Regions from separate parts of the Sus scrofa genome. Here region 1 is linked to region 2. The links are chromatin contacts, called in public HiChIP or PLAC-seq maps. All regions are on one chromosome and are shown on one strand. The core of a region is the stretch at or near the end of the contact, and the rest is flanking DNA. Distances in the headings are between cores, read along the strand shown. Region 1 overlaps GON4L (GON-4-like protein). Region 2 overlaps SSR2 (translocon-associated protein subunit beta).

Region 1 (2,797 bases), core at 214-2,713, 210 kb before region 2:
ATAAAGGAATCAGCTGGTTACCAAAAGAATGAGATAGGGACCACTACCAGGAACAGGGTGGTTCCTGTCTCTGAAGATCACTGAGGTCCACTCCCTGGCCAGTGTACCAAAACAAAGGCCTTTCTTCTCAAGCCAAGGGCTCAGTAAAGGTCCTTCTTAGCCAACCCAGTGAAGCCACAATCTCTCAGTGATGATGGAGGAATTATCATTCCCCAATTTCTGGGTAACAGAAGGGTGATATGCTAAGGCAGCAATAATAGATCTGCTTATGACTGAACTCTGTGTTCTTGTGCTTCTCTCACACAGTCCTTTCGGTAATTCCAGGAAAGCAAAGGCAGGGGCAAAGAAGGCTGTTGTACAGCCTGAAAAGCAGACTTCATTTCAAAGAGCCCTCCCTTGAAGGAGAAGCAGTCTCATTCAGAGGGACGGGCAGGAAGAGGAAGCAGCATTTGCCTACCCTGGTCAGATACGCCTGAGCAAAGGCCAAATCCTTCTGCTCCCTGAGTGGGTCCCGCTCGAGGATGTCCTCATCATACAGCAACAGCAGCTTGGAGGTGTCCTTGCTGGCCCGGGCCCGACTGCCCCGCTTGCTGCGAGCTCGATGATTGCTCCGGCCTTTTCCAGCAGCTTTGATGCTCTCTCCTTGGAGTACATGTGAAAACGACTGTTTCTCCCTTCCTGCAACCTCTACTCTTCCCAGCCCTCCGCATGGATTACCCTCCACCCCAATCCAAATCTCAGTCAATGTCATGGAGCAACTTGGGGGAAAATGGTATGAGAGGCACTGCTGACTCTGTCAAGTTAGCTCTCTGCAGAGTCGGCAACAGAACTGCATTAACTGGGATAATAACAAGCTATTTAGCTACTGCATATTGAAAACGGAAGTCTAAACAGTGAGTATGGTCTGATGTTGGGCACCCAAGGGACTAGATGTCTTGGTGAGAAACAGGTAGCACTTTCTGAAATAAACATAGCTCTTGGCTATAGATGAGTCAAGAACCAGTATGAAAACTTGCATGATCTAAGCAGCTAATGAGAGTCAAATTTAAAATTGCTGAGCAGCTCTCCTCTGCAACAGCACCACATTAAACACCTGTTTGGGGGAAGGGTGACTGGCAGGGGGGTATCCGGAGGATTTCCTCTGGAAACCGGCACCTGTTTTACAAGCTGGCTACTCTGCACTTGTCCCTGAGACAGTGAGGCCACCTGAGACCTTCCCCGGTTCAGGCTTGCCCAACTCACCTGGTGGGGTCCTGCTGGTCTCCACTTCTGGGGCAGTCTTGGGAGAGGCGAAGGTAGTAGGAGGCTTCTCAGCAGGGTCTCCAATGGCTTCGTCTGTCATTTCATCCTCTTTCTGCAGGCTTTCCATTCCTTCTGCTTCTTCTTCCTCTTCTTCCTCTGGCTCGGAGTTCTCTTCCTGGGAGTTCTCTTCCTCCGACTCACCCTCCTGACTCATGCGTCTTTCAGATGCGAGCCAAGTCAGTTTCTCCATGGTTTCCTGCAACCCCCCATCAAAGTGTTCATGAGGGCTATAATGGCTCATCAGGTGCTGACTGCACAGAGTTTTCCGGGAGGAACTAAGGTTAATCAATTAGTCGGGGTGGGGTGGGGGTGGGAGGCAGATGTGTCTTGAAAGGGCTACCTCAACCATGAAGATAACTTTCCTTTGCCAGGGTCCATACTTTTTTTTTTTTTTTTGTCTTTTTGCTATTTCTTGGGCCGCTCCCGCAGCATATGGAGGTTCCCAAGCTAGGGGTCCAGTTGGAGCTTCAGCCACCAGCCTATGCCAGAGCCACAGCAACACTGGATCCGAGCCGTGTCTGCAGCCTACACCACAGCTCATGGCAACGCCGGATCATTAACCCACTGAGCAAGGGCAGGGACCGAACCCGCAACCTCATGGTTCCTAGTCAGATTCGTTAACCACTGCGCCACAATGGGAACTCCAGGTCCATACTTTTGACTTTTTTTTTCATTTAAATTGTGCACAGGTGATTCAATTTGAAGTTTAAATGAAATTTAAATCAATTATAGAAAGAAAATTTCACCCTTTCCCTCTCCTCTCACCTTAACTCCAAAACCATGTCCATAATACATTCAAAAGTCAAAATAAGAAGTTCCTGTTGTGACTCACTGGGTCACGAACCCAACCAGTATCCATGAGGATGTGGGCTGGATCCCCGGCCTCGCTCACTGTATTAAAGGATCCAGCACAGGTTGTAGATGCAGCTCGGATCTGACATTGCTGTGGCTGTGGTGGACGCCGGCAGCTGCAGCTCCAATTCAACCCCTAACCTGGGAACTTCCATATGCCCCACGAGCAGCCCTAATAAGCTGGGAAAAAAAAGTCAAAATAAAAATGATGGGTGTTCCCGTTATGGCACAGTGGAAACGGATCCAAATAGTATCCATGAGGATGCGGGTTCAATCCCTGGCTTCACTTGATGGGTCAGGATCCGGTGTTGCCCTGAGCAGTGGTATAGGTCACAGATGTGGCTCGGATCCTGTGTTGCTGTGGCTGTGGTGTAGGCCAGCAGCTGCAGCTCTGATTTGACCCCTAGCCTGGGAATTTCCATATGCCGTGGGTACAGCCTGAAAAAGAACAAAAAAAAAAAAAAAAAAAAAAAAAAAAAAAAAGGTTTTAGGACTATCTATAGCACAATGAGTAAGCAGGTGGCCTATTGATAAATTAAACCTATTACTGAATCCACAAACATTTCATAATATTCCCCAGCTCTCACCTGGAGTTCTGGGACAGAGAGCACAGACTCCTCAGAAGCTGATGACATCTCGTCTT
Region 2 (2,764 bases), core at 252-2,751:
GGCTACTCCATTTGGGGCCTCCCGTTGTCTCCATGTCCTTTTCATCCTTCTTGGGGCCCAGAGGTTCCGACTGCTGGGCGAAGGAAAGGTTAAACTGGTTGGGCAGCACTCCCCCCCTCCCAACCCCCCAACAGAATCTAAGCTGGGAAACTTGGTGGCAGGAACAAAGCGGGTGTTTGTTGCGTTTCTCTCCTGCCTGGGAGGCTGTTCTCGGACCACGGCATTCCTGGGTTGGACAGAGTCAGCTCAGAGTGGCTTCTCCCCACTGCTGCTGCAGCAAAATCCACTGCCTTTCCATAGGCCATACTTAGGTAACAACTCAGGGGATCGGGCACTTCTGCCCGGCCTGAGTGCAAAGTGGAGGCAGTGAAAATAAATTCAAGGGAGTTCCCGTCGTGGCGCAGTGGTTAACGAATCCGACTAGGAAGCATGAGGTTGCGGGTTTGATCCCTGCCCTTGCTCAGTGGGTTAACGATCCAGCATTGCTGTGAGCTGTGGTGTAGGTTGCAGATGAGGCTTGGATCCCGCGTTGCTGTGGCTCTGGTGTAGGGTGGCAGCTACAGCTCCGATTCGACCCCTAGCCTGGGAACATCCCATATGCCGCAGGAACGGCCCAAGAAATGGCAAAAAGACAAATAAATAAATAAATAAATAAAAATAAAGGCATTAGTTTAAAAAAAAAAAAAAGAAAGAAAATAAATTCAAGCTTAAGAAAAGCTAGTTCCTAAATAGAAGAGCTGGAATCAAGCATAAGAGACAGCTTTTCAAGAACTGTGAGTGGAGTTCCTGTCGTGGCTCAGCGGAGACGAATCCGACTGGCATCCATGAGGACGCAGGTTCGATCCCTGGCCTCGCTCAGTGGGTTAATGATCCGCCACTGCTGTGGCCGTAGTGTAGGTCGGCAGCTACAACTCTGACTCTACCCCTAGCCTGGGAACCTCTGTATGCTGCCGGTGCAGCCCTAAAAAAAAAGAACTGTGAGTGTACAAATCAACCCCGTGGCCTCCTGGGGCACGAGAAGAAACACAGGCTCTCTCTCCCCAGCCTCTCTCCTCTACTGGGGAGAGGGGCTCACAGGCAACAAGGGTTCAGGAGAATGTGCGGTAACTCGTTAGAACAGAGAGGGAAATACCTGACGGAAGCCAAGGTGTTCAAACAGAGTGGGGCAGAGGGATATCCCTGTAGGAACAGGACACACAATCCCTAGAGCAAGGAGGCAGGAATTCAGCTCTCTTGCCCAGAAGCCTGGGCACTCAGGGCCTGAGTACCAATAGCAGTCGGAGCTCACTCAGGTGAGGGGAAAATGGACAACTCAGGGTGGCATTTGTTTTTATTAGAAAACCCCGTTTGGTAAGAGCTTCCCTAAGCCAGCAGAGACACTGGGTAACCTCCAAGAGCCCCCACAGCTTTCATCTGATCTTCCACTCTTTTCTGAAAGAGGAGGATGGGGGGATGCGGTGGTGTCAGGCAGGCTCAGAAGCGCCCCCTCCTGGACCTCTGAGAGTTCATATCACCAGCAACATACCCCACAGCACCTCAGTCAGTGGTGCACCGCAGGACCTCTAGGCTCAAGGCTGTTGCCGATAGCATTCCTGTTTGTGGGGCTTCACGATGGAACCAAGGAGGCTCTCATAGACTCCTAGGCCTGGGCCTTCACTCTGGCTGGGAGCAGGGCAGAATCCAGGAGAAGGTGGCCAAGGACTAAGGGAGAACAGGTTGCATTTGAGATACCCTTTGGAGTCTGGAAAGCACCTGGATTTCTTGGGACGGGAGGGCTGCGGAAGCCCCACTCAGTTCTTCTTGGTTTTGGGGGTGTCATATTTCCTCTTGCTGGAGTACCACAACAGCAGGGGGATGCCGATGGAAGGGAGGGTCATGACTCCGAAGGCTGCCCAGTCCAGCTGTGGAAGACAACAAAGGCCTTGCTTAGAGGTCTGGATTAGGGCACAAGGAAGGGACCAGGACGGAAGGGGTCCAGTGAGAGAGGGGGCAGTCCAGCCCAAATTTTGACCAGAACCTTGGCAAGAAGGTTCCTCTCTGGCCAGTCCAGACACAAAAACAACTCTCTAAAGACCAAGAGATCTTCCAAGCTATGAAACCAAAGGCCTCACCTGACCCAACAAATCTGGAAGAGAAGTTTCTCTCTTCCAAACAACCTTTGAAGAGGGAGATGCCCAGGTCTTGCCCTGACAGTCAACCCTCCTGTGACCTAACCCTGCCCACACCACCAGCCCCTCTTCCATCCCTCTTGCCTCACATTCTGCTCTCTGGCCTCACTAAACCACCTGCCCTTCCTGGATGGCACCACACTCTCTCTTCTGAGATACTCCCTCTTCCCAGATCGCCTACCCTTCCTTACCTCCTCTTTATCTAAACTTCCCTCCTCCAGAAAATCCTCCCTGACTCTCAATGACCAGGTTAGATGTTCCTGCTGCAGCTCCTCCAGCATTTTGCCCACCCCACTGACTTGTGCTGAGTCCTCTATAAGCCCATACATAAGATCTGTAATGGAAGGGGCTGTGTCTTGCTCACCACTGTTTTTTCAAAGCAAAGCACAGAACTGAGCATGTAATTAGGAACCTTGTAATTACTCACTGAGTGAATGAAGAAATGAATCTCCTCATTCATTACTTTAGGCAAACCTTCAAAAAAAATTCTCTCCTAGATTAGATTACAACAAACTTCCTATTTTAACCTTCTCGATGCTCTATGACTCTTTGTTTTTTTTTTTTTTTTTTTTTTTTTTTTGTCTTTTTTGTCTTTT

The links. HiChIP or PLAC-seq counts read pairs in DNA pulled down with a chosen protein or histone mark.
Region 1: an H3K27ac HiChIP or PLAC-seq map of alveolar macrophages shows a contact between it and region 2. The contact joins two enhancer-like sites. A contact is called at or near these places in 1 of 47 Hi-C or Micro-C datasets (embryonic fibroblasts) and 1 of 2 datasets of contacts at active chromatin or transcription factors (alveolar macrophages).

What each region holds. Positions count from the first base shown.
Region 1 is chr4:94,234,132-94,236,928 of Sscrofa11.1, reverse strand. GON4L (GON-4-like protein) reads right to left here. Exons shown (of 34, transcript XM_021089699.1): 23 at 2,742-2,797; 24 at 1,243-1,498; 25 at 458-642. Among named protein-coding and RNA genes, the nearest start is that of MSTO1, 17 kb to the left of the region's middle. Within about 2 kb of position 1,463, at least 3 of the 83 cell types and tissues checked have an H3K27ac peak or open chromatin away from gene starts, as enhancers often do. A contact at or near this core is called in alveolar macrophages, where this site is marked.
Region 2 is chr4:94,020,513-94,023,276 of Sscrofa11.1, reverse strand. It overlaps SSR2 (translocon-associated protein subunit beta), which reads right to left. Exons shown (of 6, transcript XM_001928470.5): 6 at 1,313-1,901. The coding sequence ends at 1,791. All of the region lies in intron 3 of LOC106510133 (a long non-coding RNA gene), which reads left to right. Among named protein-coding and RNA genes, the nearest start is that of SSR2, 11 kb to the right of the region's middle. Within about 2 kb of position 1,501, at least 3 of the 83 cell types and tissues checked have an H3K27ac peak or open chromatin away from gene starts, as enhancers often do. A contact at or near this core is called in alveolar macrophages, where this site is marked.